2 separate regions of the Zea mays genome follow, and region 2 is linked to region 1. The links are chromatin contacts, called in public Hi-C maps. All regions are on one chromosome and are shown on one strand. Each heading gives the region's core, a stretch centred on a gene start, on an enhancer-like site or on the middle of the called end of the contact. The rest is flanking DNA. Distances are from core to core; before and after follow the strand shown.

Region 1 (7,809 bases), core at 3,811-6,310:
CTCGGTTTGTCCAGGCTGGTTCCACCACTCTAGCTGGCTGCTGTTTACAGCCATAGCATAGTTGCAGACTTGCAGAACGTTCTTAACATAATAACATCTCGTGCTTTGATAATTCTACAGTTATACTTGTACCACAGTGGTGTACCTTGTACGGAATTAGTTATAGCTCTTGCTCTAGCTGAGGTATATCCCTCTTTTGAGCTGTCCGTTAGAATACCTCAAACTACCAACCTTTATCAACGACGGACACTCACGATGCAAATATTTTCATTATATACCCTATAAAAGGGAACTGCATATCAAGAGACCGTGATTCAGGATGCAACTTTTCTTCTCTCCTGGTGTCTATCCAATCATGCACACTGAGAAACTGTTTACTGCTGCCAATTTCCTCGTTATTAAACCGACTTCTACATCATCGAAATCTTAATGTGACAGGATGATAGATGTCCACAGAAACTATGTTGGATTTTGCACTGGAATTGCCCTAACGGTTAGGTAGCGAAGGTACGTGACTCTCTTATAAGTACGAGAGGCCCCAAATTAAGGCCTTGTTCGAAATCTCTAAAACTAATAGTTCTCAGCTAATTGTTAGCTATAGCTCTTAAATAGTCATTAGTTGTTAATTAGCTGCTTTAATCTATCTAAAACTATCCAGCGATTTATTAGCTGACTAATAATTAGTTTTAGTGCTAGTCTGGGAACATCATTTTTCTAAAGAATTATTATTTTTTAAGAGAAAATGAACTAATTTTTTTTTCTTAGAAAAATGGTATTAAAAAATAGCACTTAGGGCTAGTTTGGTAACCGCGTTTTTACATGAGATTTTTAATTTTTTAAAGAAAAATGAACTAATTCCCCTTGAAAAAACGAAAAAACCTTAGGAAAATGGGGTTCTCAAACTAGCTCCTAGAAGGTGCTAAGTACGTCTGTTTTTTTACCGCTCGTATATATATACCGTAACGAAATAAGCTGCTTCAGGCGTTCGTACTACTAGCTAGCAAGTAGCAGTAGCAGCACAAAGGTCACCAGGACACAAGTATATCGTCGGTTCTTGAGGACACAAGTCTATGTTGCGCGCGTATGCATGGGCCACGGCTTGCATGAGACGTACGTCGACGCATGCAGTGCATGCAAAGGTTGAACGACTCCGGTACGCACCGGCTGCTGCTAGTGGCAGGAACAAAGAGGACACACTGCAACAGCAGCGCTGCATGCTGCCGAAACCTTGCTGAAGCAATATCGAAAGATGCCCTCGATACATCTCTCGTGCTTAGCGCCCCAAAGCTAGCAATGTTAAAGCAATCTCGAGGGGCTTTCTAGTTTCTAGGCGACGACAGCCTTATTTTGGAACACACCACTCCGCTAGTGCTAGTTAGTCTATTCACAATAGAGGTTTCAACGAGATGTTTCATGTACTCCCTCCAGTGCAGTAAAGGAAGTCGTTTAGGACATGATTGTGCATACCAAGGAGTGATTAATTATTATAGAGTTTTCCCTGTTTGCCCCTATTAAATAGGGATATGGGTGCATTAACGTCACTAAAACAATCAGGCTTGATTGATTGCTGCAGTAGCTCCAAGGCATTCTAGACTGGAGGTCTCAAGTTCGATTCCTCTTAAATGCATCTTTTTTTGTGCAATTACTAGGGGCAACAACGTCCAAATCCCAGACCCACGCGCGCTATGACTTCTTTTTGTGCACGCTCGGTCACGCGCAGGATGACTTCTTTTACTGCACCGGAGGGAGTATTAATTAGTCTGTCACATCAGCTATTTGGATGACATTTCACATCATTTAAGAAAAGAAGATTTTTATGGAGTTTCATAGGGATGAAACTATGTTAACTCGTTTCCAATGTCTTAGAAACTGTGTGAAACCTCCACTGAGAGTGTTTTGTTTCATCTTCATATAATCGAGTAAATCATATTGGTTATTTATATGCAGCATTTAAGGAGTATGTTGACATATAAAATAGTGAGATGAAACTCTCTATTAAGAGAGGGTGTTTCATTCATTCATAAAGCTGATGTGGCATTTTTTAAAATAGAGACATGAAATTCTCACTGTGACTAGCCTTCGCACACGTACACTCTTTTTACTAGCTAGCTCTAGGAGACGCTAGTAGCACTCATGCAATAATCTCCATATCTCGGAGCATCTCCTTTGGGCGAACCATCTACACCAGGCCAGCAAACAATGCGTGGGTTGTCTTATATAAATAATATAATATTCTACCGACCCGAACTGACAGATCCATTGATCCGCGGAATGTTTTGGCCGTCACACGTGCAATCCCTTTTGTGTCTGTCAATCTGTGAGATGATCACTAATTAAACAAACTGCTAGTAGGTACTAGTAGCCTAGTTGTTTAATTAATAATGCACAATGCCCAAACTGTATGTATATTAAAATCAACACGATCTTTTTCAAAATAAAAGGAAACGAATTCAATCAGACAGTGTATATACCTAGCTCCAAGGCGAACGAAGCATGCAGCGTTGCTATGGATCGATTATACGGAGTACTCCTTTTTCTTTCTCTCTTGTTTGATTGACTCGAAGAGATCGGCACAAGGGAACAGTCGTAGTTGCTCGTCGGCCAGTAGAGGGGTAGGGAAGCTGGAGGTCGATCGGCGGCGATTCGGCGGCCATACATGAAAAGGCGAGAGCGAGGCGACGGGAAGTCGGGAACTGGACCGACCGATCCGCGCTTTGGACTGGGCACTTGTAGCGCTTCGTTAGTTGGGCTCTTTTCAATACCTCTGCTGCTAGCAAACAACGCGCTTTTCTATATTTTGTGTGCATGTAGTCATGTCGACGCTTCGATCTAGCAGTCTTATCACGCTACAACTCTTTGATTTTTTTTTTATAAAAAAAACAGCTACTAGTTCTTGACACAAACCGCGAAGATGGCGATTGGCAGTAGATACCGCGAGCGAAATAAAAGGATGGTCAAACGGTGGCAGTTAGAATGTGCAACTCCTCTCTACATGGACGAGGAGTCCTGTTGAGAGACTGCTCTAGATACTGTCAGAACCACCATGCCTACATTTGTTAGCAAGCTAGGCGTGAATTGTTACAAGAACGTTCCATTTCTTAAACCAACAATTCACTTCGGCGGGGAAAGGTAATTTTAATTTGCCCTCCCACTCAAAGTGACGCACTGCTACTGCTAGCTCTACAACCAAAATCCACGTGGCGGCAGCTACTACTACGTTGTACGGATCGAACGCACGCATCGGCATCCGCGACGCGACCGGCCGGTGACGACGTACAGCATCGTCTTGGAGAATCACACGGCCCGTACTCGTACGCCACTCAGCCGCGACATGTCATGGGTGTGTACCGTGTCCGTACCGTACCCCCGGCCGGGCGGCCGGTGCGCCGTGCTGGTTTCCGTCCGGGCTCCGGACCGGGCGGCGAGCACGCGCGCAGTCGCATTCCATTGATCCGTCGGGTACGGATGGTTGGCTGCTGCCAGCGGCAAGGGCGCTCGCTAGTGTGCGGTCACCGGGGCCGGTACCGGACGGCCGCGCGCAGTGCGGAGGACGAGGGGGCCATAAAGCCCAACGTACCTCGCTCGCTCGCTCGCCGCCGCCGCCCGCACGCACGGCGGCGCGACACGCACGTACGCGTCTATGGGACCATGACGTTGCCTGGCCGGCCGTACCAGCCGCGCTGCCGTAAACGCCCCCCCGGCCCCGTCAGCCGCCGCGTACGTACGGCCCCGGCCCCGGCGGTGGCCTGGTGGGCGGTGAGCATCCGTGGCGTTCCGTCCCGGCGGTGGCAGAGCAGTGCAGCCTGCAGCAACCGGCCCGGCACGGCCGGCGGCCGTGTGGCTGGGGCACGCGCGCGGGGGGGGCCTCCGGCTCCGGGTCCGGCCTCGGCTGCGCGGTGGGCCTCGATGATGCGACAGGAGGCCGGGTGGGGCCAACGCTGGCGCGCGGGTACGGATCCCGGTGGCACGGCAACAGCGCATTCGCCACCGGGCTGCGGCAGCATCGCGATCCGCGCACGCGGGGCGGGTGAGCCGATGCGTAGAGTAGTAGGAGTACGTACGTATATACGCGCGCATGGGAGACTGTTCCACGGGTCACATGCGTCGGCCCCGGCTTTTGACCGCCCGGCCCGGGGCTCCGGCCTCCGGCCTCCGGCTCGCCGCCGATGCGTCGCGCGGCTCGGCCCGTGTGTCAGCGGCCGGTGACGCGAGGCGGAGGGATGGGGTGGCATACGCTGATGCTGGTACGCCCAGCAGGTGCAGGCCCGTACGAGACGTGGTGGTTCAGACCTCAGGGCAGAGACGAGACGCCTGTGCCTGGCAAGGCTATGGCGCTATGCTAGGTAGGTCTGCGATGGATACCATACCAGCCATGGCGCCAGGCCCTTTCTTTCTTTCTTTCTCTTGATCTCCGGTCTTGTTGTGTGACGTAAAAGGCCCGGGCCGGAACAAGTCGCTCGTCATTGCTATATGACGCGCCTGCATGGCCCTGGCTCGCTCGATCGTTATCGTTGCCAGGTCCAAGGACACCGGCCGGCCGGCGTCCTCCTCCGTCTGCCGTCTTCTCCCGATTCTCCTCTCTTCTCCCCTCTTTTCTGGTGGGTCTCGTTCTCGTCTCTCTCTCTCCCATGCTGGTACGCCTGATGAGACGCCAGCTAGCCTGCCTGTATGCTGCTGCCGCCCCTGCTCCATTGATTCTCCCTACGGATTGTTGCTGCCTGCCTGGCACAAGCACTGCTTGGATAGATAGGGTGAACAGTGCGCCGTGCTGCCTGCCGCCGGTCTGCTTCGACCAGTCTGCCAGGCCAGCTCGTCGCGTCGAGCCTGACTGACCTGACCACAGCGCGCGCCCTCGCTTCATCTTCAGCGGTGTACTCATTGGTTGCTGCATGTCATATTGCCATATCCTTTTTTTTCCTTTCTTCCTCCTCCCAGCTACCCCTCCCACGGTACTCCTACTTCACTGTAGGGCACGCAAAAATGCAAAGCAACGTAAAACCGAATCGAGGTGGCAGCAGCCGCTCGCAGTATTCAAAGCCAAAAAGAAAAAAAATCAAAGCAGTAGTAGTATTTGCTCTGTGTTTCCCAGCATTGGCACTGGCATCAACGAGCCGAGCAGATCCACCTCTACACAGTGAATCTGATCCTATAAATCCTAGCTACCTCTGCACCGCTGCCGTCCACATCCTCGCACCGAAGTTCAGTTCCGGATCTTCTCTCCTCCTCGGCGCCGCCGCCTCGCTTTAAAACCCAGCACTGCGGACCATGCTCCGCCACTGCAACACCACCACCCAGCAGCAGCACCAGCGCCATCGCCATCGCCAGAGCATCCCGGCCACTGCCCTCGCCCCCGCCACCATGCCGTCCACCACCTTCTCGCTCTTCTCCCCGCTGCCCTGCAGCACCAAGGCTCATCAATACGCGCCGGCGGACTGGTTCGACGACGACGACAGCAACAGCGCCGTCATCGCCACCCCTCCATCCCCGTCCTCCTCCTCCACGGGCTCCGTCGACTGCACGCTCTCGCTCGGCACGCCCTCGTCGCGCCTCGCCGCGCCCAAGCAGCGCCCGTTGCCGGCGTCGTCTTGCGGAACCATGCCGTGGGACGTCGCCGCCGCCGCTGACCAGTCCTGCTGCTGCTGCCGCCGCCGCCAGGGCAGCAGCAGCAGCAGCAGGCCCTCTGTCGTTGTGAACAAGAGCGCCGTCATGCCGTGCGCCGGGCAGGACCCCTTGCTCGTGGACCGCCGCTGCGCGAACTGCGGCACCTCGTCCACGCCGCTGTGGAGGAACGGACCTTGCGGGCCCAAGGTTCGTTTCCTCGCCTCGCATGTCGTCGTCTTCCCAAATGACGCTCGAACAAGGGTTTAGCAGTATCTACCATCGTCGCAGTTTTCATTAGCCATTGCCCCTGCCTCCTGAGCACCATTGCGATAGGTCGCACGGCACGAGCCAGTGTCGTGTGCGTGTCTGTCGTCTGCCACTGGCCGTTTTTCCACCACGTCCCCGCTACTAGCTGAAAAAACCAGCGCGGTCTCCCATATATGCCACTGGCATCACGCTACTGGCAGTTTTCCCCGTCCGTCCCATACCCCCATGCATGCATGAGCGAGTGCGCTGACCGACGCGTGTATCTGCTGTCTGTGATGCATGCAGTCCCTGTGCAACGCCTGCGGCATCAGGTTCAAGAAGAAGGAACGGCGCGCGGCGGCGACGGCAGCCATGGACCAGGGCGGTTGCGCCTACGTCGCGGAGCGGGCGCAGTACGGGGCGGCGGCCGGGAGGGCGTACTACGGCAGCTGCGAGGGGCCGGCGTTCCCGTGCGACGGTGGTGACGTCGCGGACGCCGAGGCAGCGCCGCAGAATTTCCTCGCGTGGCGGCTCGACGTCGTCGCTCCGGCGCAGGCGCAGGCGGCCGCGTTCGCTGCGGTCTGGCCGGAGCAGACGACCTTGTTCCAGTACAACTAATCCTCTGTGTTGGGTGGGCGGCTGGGGGTGCAACTGCAACCTTTTTGGGGCTGGATCTGGATGGGGCGGTTGTCTGGTGTCTGCACGCATGCATTCTGTCTATCTCCAAATTTAACCTATCCAATTAACCATTAGTTATTCCGTAGTACAGTACTTATCTTTTTTCTTGGCGGTTCGCAAATGTGTCCCGAAACGGCTTTTATTTTCGCGCCCAGGCTCGGAAAGTATTGGTACAGTGTAGCCAAATAAAATTTACCGAAATAACTAAAAGGAATACGAAAAAACACGATAATTTGATATCACCGGTCACTATAAATCTATCAGGTTTAAGTAAATATGATGTCTATGAACAGTGGTAGATCCAATGAGGGATTATAAGATGAGAGGAATATATAGGAGAGAGCGAGAAACAAGATAGAGGTTGTCAATGAAGAAAAAGAGAAAGCATCAGTTTTAAACAACAAATGTCACAAGGAAGCAATCAAGTACCTCACTCGAAGGTACATACAACTCTTAACTGCATTTACAACTCTTAACTGCATTTATTATTTAGAAACTCAGAGTTGTCTCTTGTATTTTAAAAACGTTCTAAGGTTTCAGGGTGGATAATAAATACGAAAAAAACAGAGTACAGATAGAATTTGAAACAATAAACAAGTCTCAGCTTCGGTCAGGAAATAAGGCCCACTGACTGAAGAAGCCAGACCCAAAAGAAGCCCAACTGGCTGATGCGCAAACAAAATACCCAATGCGTAATATCAGCGTAATATCATAAAGTATATATGACCATCCAACAAATTATTCTACACACTATACACACATGTGTTGCCCACTGTTCGACGGGGATATAAAAAATTGCAGATTGAGCCAGCCAGTTAAATGCGCGCGGAAGATTAGATTGTCAAAGTATTTTATAGAAACATAGTCATTGTACTTTTCAGCGAGGGTGGTTCAGAACAGGGTATCCACTTATATCCATTAGAAAATACCGTATGAAAAAAATCTAATTGAGCAAAATTTAGGTAAATTTGATATGGATTCAGAATTTTATAGACAAGAAACATTTTGAGCAATAAACTAGAATCATCTCGTAAAACCGCGTAGCTGTTAGACCGAATCCTGATTCATAATGACCTTTTTTATAAAAAAAATCATATAAATAGTTACGCTTCAAAAGAAATTAGACTTTTGAAGTAGTTAAGCAGGTAGTCTACTCTGGACTCTGGAGTGGAATAGTTAACGCACGCCCGCGACCAAACACAAACATGCAACACGGCAAAACAGTGGTGTGGACGCAGTTATGAGCGATGTGGAGAGAGCATGTGATACGCGCAAGGATCCTAG
Region 2 (7,809 bases), core at 1,992-4,491, 160 kb before region 1:
TCAGATACCTGAAGAAATGCATAATCAGGAGGCGTTACAGTACTACGTGTTGAATGACTATCAGAGTTCTTGTGATTTTCGTTTGCAGATATACTTCCAGAAATAGGTGTCCATGATTGACTTTGCTGCTTCTGATCAACTGCAAAATCACTCTCAGCACTCTGCACACTCGTGTTAGCAGGGCTTGGTTTCTTATTACTATCATCATTGGCCATTGTTCCATAATCAATTCTTGAAACATGATTGGTTGCTGGACCATGTAATGAATTGCGAGAATCAATCACAAAGTCCACCGAAGGTTTAACTGTGCAGGTCATCATCTCAATTAGATCATCAGGTCTCCTCTCAGCAGTCTTGTTATATGACATCACAAACTGCGGACTTTCTGTGTCTGTAGAGAAGGATATTGGAGAAAACTTATGGTCTTTAAAATGCTGATGATGATCCAGATTTTGATAGTGTTGAGGAAGTATAGAAGGCTCATCCTCCAGCTGGCTGGATTCTTTTCTAAACGATGATCTGTTAATACAAAAAAATAATGGTAAACCATCTCACAGATAGTAAACACACACACTTTTAACTGCCAAAGCAGTTTCAAGGGGGGACAAACATGAATAAAAAAAGCAGAACAATCGTGTTACACTAATCATGATGCTGATAAACATAATGCAGATTGTAAAATCAAAATTGACTGTTTTTGCTGGAATCGCATTTTGCTGCATGGTATTTTCACTTAGATGCGCTTCATAAGACAATAAATGCAAATATTTGATGGCAATTACTGGCAGTAGATATTACAAATATAGCATATTGACATCACTCACGACCTTTATCAGCATCCTTTCAGAATGATTAAATGAATGCTGCAGCACACAACACTACAAGATGTACATACGTTACAACACCCCATCCCACCAAGTAACGCCTCTACTCATTATGGACAAGGAAATTGACCCCGTTCATGTCTCCTATCTCACCTCCCATGGTGGTTTTCAGGCCCTTTTGTTTATTCTCTAGATTATATAATCCAGCTTAAATAAGTTGAGAGTTAAACAAACAACACAGATTATTGGGTGGGTTATGTAATCTAGATGCCTAGATTATAATAATCCATAAGCAGGTCAATAGGTGCTTATATTAGTTATACATATAATCCATAAGCTGGATTATACAATCCAGAAAGGAAACAAACAGGGCCTCATTCTCCTTGAATGTCAATGGCCAGCTAGCCTCACCAGCTTATCAAATGTAGCTTGTTGGCCAGCAAGGTCATAGTGCACCCATGTTTAATGCACCCATTCCCTAGCAGTACAACACATCAACCGGCCATGATTTGTCCACCTCCTGCACTGACCTGTCTGGTTTACCCAACTACCACGTCCTCTTCAGATCCACATGTTCCGATTGTTGTGTGGCACTGGCACCGGCTTCTTCATCAGGAGGAAGCAGGAATTTCTAGTTCCTTGCTTCTACAGTTCTACTACAGTCACTGGTAGATCTTTCACCAAATGATGGAGGACACCAACTCATTTGGTGCTATAAGGTGTGGTGGGCCTATGATTAAAAAAATCTTCGCCAATGGCTACATGGAATCTATTAGGGAAGATTGGTTACAACTGAATGAGACAGGAAAACTGTTCACATGGGCGAAAAACACAAATCAAGGGATGTCCATTTCTGTGCGTGCCACTAACCATAGAAGAACATACAATATATGAGCTTCCATCACCAAAGTCAACATCATGCTTGATTTTAAAAAGCATTAAAGATTATTTTATCTGTACCAAGCTTGCTCAAGGAAAACCGTACCAATCCTATGAATTTCGTCCACGGCAAATGTTGAATACTTGTTATCAAGTCATCCAACTCTTCTTCAATGCTCAACTTTTTTAAATCCATGGAAATAGACAGTGGTTGTAATGTCCGCCGTATGAGGATCTCCACGATGTGATTACAACATTACACATAAATCTTAATTCGAACAATATATATTCACATGAAAAAATAAACAAAAGCCCGCAAACAGCGAATCCTTAGTAGAGACCCTCAAATGCCATAGAAGCACAAAGGGGGGGAGGGGGCAAATGGCAATACCAGCACCACCTGGTGACACCATTTCACGCTGAGCCGAATAATGAGTGAGTAGAAAAGGCTCTGCTTTTCTCTCTCAAAGAAGGGAGACACCTTTACGAACCAGAAAATGGAAAACTGTCCCAGTAACGCTTAATGCTGCATAAACAGCTTCTCCGACGCTAACACCACTCTGGACGCAGAGCAAAGCGGCGTAAAAAGGAGGATCGGAAGAGGCACCTTTACAACGAGAAGAACGGTAGATGTGCAATGTTAAAAGCCCGCAAATCCCCCCTCTCACCCACCTAACCAATCATCCCACCAACAGACTAGGACGTGACACGGTCGCATTTCCGAATGGAGGAAGCAAATCGTGAACCCCACTCATCGCCGTTTTCCGAATCAACGTCTGCAAACGAAGAACGCGCAGACCGGGGAAGCAGTAAGGGCCGCCCGCGCTGTTCACCCAGCCGGAAACACACACACACTGACACACATAGAGGGAGAGAGGCAGGCGACGACTGTCGGAGAGGGTCAGAGGGCGGGAGGGAGGGCGTGCAGCACAGCGCAGACCTGGTGGAGCTCCCGCTGGACGAGGCGATCTCCGGGTCCGTCTCCCCTGCGGCGTCGGGAACGGGCTCCGGCTGCGGCTCGCCGAAGAGGTCCTCGTACGGCAGCGCAAAGTCGGCGAAGTCGAAGCGGCCGAAGATCTCCCCGTAGTCCCCCTTCCCGCGGCAGGCGAAGAAGCCCTCGGCGGCGGCGAGCGAAGGCGCGGGCGGCAGGTCTAGGTACGGGATGGAGCAGGTCGCCGCGACGCCGCCGAACACCTCGGCGTAGTCCAGCGGCGCGGCCCCGAACGGCGCTGCGAAGCGCGGCGGGCCGCCGAACACGTCCCCGTACGCCGCCCGCGCCGCCGCCGCTCCTCCTCCTCCCACGCCACCAACGCCCACCGCTCCCGCCGCCGCTGCCTTCCGGTGGTGCCTCCTCTCCCTACGCGCCGCGTCCATGGCCGCGCCACGCGCGAGCGCGCTAGGGCTTTCTCACCGCCCCGCTCCCTACACCCTGGTCCACCCTCTGTGCACAGGGTTTTGGGGGGGCGAAGGAGGAGAGGAATGGAGGGGGGAGCGGGAGGGGAGGCGAGAGCGAGGTTGGGGGAGTGGGACTGTGGGAGGCGAAGCGGAGGCCAAGCGCAGGGACAGGGGCGAGCAGGCAGGCGGGCAGGGCTTTACTCGGGAGTTGCGGTGTTTGGGACGGTGTCCGTCCGTGTTTTACCATTAAAAAAACTGCCGCGCCTGGGTCGCCCCGTCCTTGTGTGTGGGGACCATGGCAAATTGGCATGGGCACCACGGCCCGCGGTGTGGAAGGGCTGCGGCCCTCGGTGGCGTTGGCTGTTTTTTTGCGTTGCGGCCGCGCGGAAAAGCGTTGTCTCGCTCCCATTCCGTCCCGTCCCATCCGGCCGTCCCAGGGGAGGAGGACGCGGGCGGAACCGCGTTGGCGCGGGTCCCTATCCCTGTCGCTTCCTGCCTGATGCCAGCTACGGCGGGCGCGCGAAGCCTTCGGGCGTTGGCCGTTGGATTGGAATTGGACGAAAGACGGCGGCGGCTTCGTGTTTTTTTCACCGTGCCTAGGCTTTGTCGCAAGCTCCTGCAGAAAACCCACTACTAGATAAGCAAATTACTGATCAAATGAAATCTGCTAGCACACTAAGGAAAGTTTGAAAGCACCATGATTTCTAGGAAACTGGTTTCTGTCTCCTGGATCGTGTTTTAGGAGAGCTGCTGGAAACAGGATCGTGTTCTCTCAAGTTCCTCCAAAGGGCTCATCCTACGTGTGATTTGGAGGTCCTCACGCCGAGAGCAGGACAAGTCCCCGTGGCCCGTGGAAGTGGACGGAGCTCACAGTGCTCCTCCACCTGCACGGCGTACACGGTGGCGCTGCCGTGCCTGCCGTCAGAGACATCGGCCGACCATGGACACACGCATTGACACCCGGAGTGTCTCAGCGACTCAGCCTCAGCCTGAAGCCTCGGCGCGTGGACAGCGACGCCCGCGCGCTCCCTGTTCCAGCAGATGTCCTTCCCGGCGTCGCCATGCCCCACGTCCCGATCACGGCAGCTCCAATTCATGGCCATGAGCGGTCGATCGAGCGAGCCGAGGGGAACTGGCACGCGTGCTTGTGGTTTGTTCGCAGTCAGGCACGGCGTCTGTTTCGTGGTCGTTGAGTAGCTGACATTCGGACACGGACGAGAGCGAGAGGCACGCGCGTAGTCCTTGGACGCACTGCAGATAGGAGTAAAAGCCCCCCAACGGTTCTGTCTGTCAGCAGCACGCTCTCGGCTCTCGGATGAGAATGACAGACACTAATCCGTGCGTCTCATCATGGTTTGGACGACATTAGATAGACGGGACGGGCGCGAGGTTACTTGCACGCTAATGAACCTTGTTTGCGCCCTTGCGCGTGCGAGACATGGCAGACTCACTGACAGTGAAAGAAAGAAAGAAAGAAAGAAAGAAAGAAAGAAAGAAAGAAAGAAAGAAAGAAAGAAAGAAAGAAAGAAAGAAAGAAAGAAAGAAAGAAAGAAAGAAACGGCTCGGGCAAGGAGGGACGATCCAGGGCGTGTTGGATGGTCGCCGGGAGCCTGCCGAGCACGCGCGCTGGCTCTGGCATGTACAGGCAGATCGATAGATGTACGTGGGCGGCCAGGCAGGGGCAGCCATCAGTGTGGTCGCTGGTCTCTGCTTCCCTTGGCATTGCCATGCCCCTCATTCCCAGTGAAACGAAATCACCCACGTCCGCGGCAGCCCTGGACGACGAACTGCATCGTCTGCATCATGAGAGTCCCCCCGCTTTTGCTGCATGGGGAATGGATTGTGGGCGGCGAACACGGCGAGTGGACGGCCTCATTCCGGCGTCCTCCGCGTGTTCCCTCCCTCGGCACGAATCATTGCCCTTCTTTCTTTCTTTCTTTCGTTCTTTCTTTCTTTTTTTTTTCTTTCTTTCGGCGTCCCTCCATTCCCCATCATTAGTTCCTCTTCCTCCCAGCCTACTCCGTCCCGTACGTACGTACGTACGCTCCTCCAATCCAATACACCAGCAAGCAGAGCTAGCAGTAACGGCTTCCTCGTCTCGTCTCCACGCGCATGGCAGACGACGACAGCGCACTGCACTGCTCTGCCTGACTGCTTGATTAGGCTCTGCTGAGAGAGAAGGGGCCTAATGGCGGCGTCTTTATCTGTTACTCGTCCAATCCGACCCAACCCTTGCTTTCAGAATTTAATGGCCTCAAACAGTCGTAGTCGCAGTCACGGGACTTATGGGCTGGACAGCGACGCTCATTTGCTGCATGGCCCCCCGCCGGCAACGACGTCGACGACGACGACAGGCCAGGTTCATATGGTCAGCACCAGTTGCTCGGTCTGCTAGTTGCTGATATTTCTTTAGCATTTCCATGGACCATGCGTCGTGCTGGCTGCACTCGCGTCGCTGTCCCTGCGGAGGCTTGGTGTTTGGGTGGTCTGGTTCCCAATTCGAGCATCTGCGATTAGAAAATCCGTGAGCCGCCAAGTCTGGTCTCGGTCTCGGATACTCCTTGTCCTTGGTCTGCAGCTGCTCATCAGCCCATGGCTGTTGCTGTTGGGTCAATATTTTACAGGGATTCAGTTCAGGCTCAGGAACTGAAAAACAAATGCTTTATCACCGGAGGGGGGTTTCTCTGGCTTCAGCTCTGACTGGTTGTCTGGCTTCTGGCTTCTAATCAATGGGATCTGTTTCGTCTTTGCTCTTGTTGGACGTGCCTACGTGATTACTCCGGTCATCAGTCCAATTATTGTTGCGATGGGGCGTGTTGGACCAGCCCATTCTTCTTCATTCATTCTCAATCTCTCCAGGTAACAAACGGGTGGAATGGAGCCAGATGTTCGCGACCTCTCTCTCTCTCTCTCTCTCTCTCTCTCTCTCTCGTCTTGATCTAGCTGTGGGGCTACAACACTACGAACAAGCTCACACAACAACCGTTGCCTTGTCTCTACTAACCACTGCTCCATGCATGCATATATGCTGTGGGCTTCTTGTGCGTGTCACACTGCGTGGAGTGGCGGAGAAGATCTAGCTAGCGGCAACTTGTGTCCATCTGTGAACAAAAATCTGCAGGCATGTGTGCCTGGTCCTGGTTGCCTTCAATCGCATGTCCATTCTCCAAACAATCAACTGACACACGACTAAGGCCTTGTTTGGTTTTGAAGGGGTTAAAGGGGATTGAAGCAAATTTAATCCAAAACCCTATTCAAGAATGAATAAATGGGATTAAATCCTCACAAATACCCTACGATCTATGAGAGCAAACAAACAAGCCCTAATAGGGCGTTTGATTCTCACCTCTTAAACTTTAGTTTAGTCTCTAAAATATTAAAGGGATGACTAAAATAAGTCTTTCAAATAGAATTTTTAAGAACTAAAATTTAATCCCTAAAATTTAGGAGAGTGATTAAAGTAACCAAACACACTCCCTTAAAGATGCATTCAGGTAATCAATATTGTTGGTTTCTCGGTTCTAAAATAGTTACCAGTAATTTATTTTAGTCAAACATTTTTTTCTTCTAATTTAGCTAGATTTATAGCAGGTGTACCTATATTTTTCACATATTTGATCAAATCTAAGAATTAATGAATCCTAAAAAAACAAAAACGACAACTATTTTTGAACAAAACAACCTGTGCCACCAAGTAAGCCGCATCAAATTACAATGCCCCCGTACTAATTCTTGAATGCATATGTCCCAGCCCCCACCCCGCCTCGTTCTGAATTTAAAATGTTTTATATGAAAGTAACTTTCCTGTGCTCAAAATAATAATAAAAAAGAAGGGTTAACAACTTAACATACAGGATGGCCACTTCAACACATACTCCTACCTGTATTTGGGCCCTTTTCGCCTGGCCGAATCGATAGACAGCTGAGCTGATGACAAGCAGGGACCAGGGAGGAAAAAGACGCTGATTTGATCGAAAGCTTAGGGTTCCTGACGCGCATCATACATATATTGCCACTTTGTTAATTGGAGGAATCCATGCCTTGGATGCAAAGAATGCGGAAAGAAAGGAGAACTGGGACGGCGTACAAGGGACCCCATTCATTCATCTGATCACGAATCAGGGTGAGATCGGCGGTTTCTTTTTTTTTTTTTTTGAAAAAGTACCCATATGATTCATATTTAAAATATAGTCATATATACTACTGCTACGTGCCGCTGTCTGCTACTGTGCTTGCTTTTGTGCATGCGATTCTGAACTTTGAAGTATACATATTATATTTTAACAAACTGTCGAGGACACTTTTGGAATGAGCAGAGTACAGTAGCCGTGGGCCCGTCCGTGGCCTTTTAGACGACAAGACATATGAATTCCGGGCTTTCCCTTTTCCTCATGCCGCAGCGCTACGGGTACACACTACGTAGCATGCTCTAGGTTTCGTTTAGCATTTTTTTAATAAAAAGGAACAAAAATATAAATCCTACGACAGCTACTGATTTATGGAGCATAAGAGTGAGCATACAAGCGTGATTTATGGACCATAAGAGTGAGCATACGTGCGTGATGAGAATGTCAGCATGGTCTAGGGATGACTATAGACGACACTGAGTATGACACGAGCATAGGTGTACATTTGGGTCGGGTCTGATGGGCCGGCCCGAAGCACGGAAAAAAAGCACGGCCCAGGCACGGCACGACACGAAATAATTTAG

What was found. A called contact is a pair of places that touch in the nucleus more often than the background predicts.
Region 2: a contact with region 1 is called in a Hi-C map of leaf, with 4 times the contacts expected there. The contact joins the promoter of LOC103630775 here to the promoter of LOC103630771 in region 1. A contact is called at or near these places in 4 of 25 Hi-C or Micro-C datasets (bundle sheath, ear, leaf and 1 more).

Annotation. Positions count from the first base shown.
Region 1 is chr6:177,565,186-177,572,994 of Zm-B73-REFERENCE-NAM-5.0, reverse strand. LOC103630771 (GATA transcription factor 15) reads left to right here and starts at 5,060. Exons shown (of 2, transcript XM_008651833.4): 1 at 5,060-5,808; 2 at 6,154-6,696. The coding sequence starts at 5,266. The coding sequence ends at 6,465.
Region 2 is chr6:177,719,680-177,727,488 of Zm-B73-REFERENCE-NAM-5.0, reverse strand. It overlaps LOC103630775 (auxin-like 1 protein), which reads right to left and starts at 3,241. Exons shown (of 8, transcript XM_008651838.3): 1 at 2,644-3,241; 2 at 1-519. The coding sequence starts at 3,077.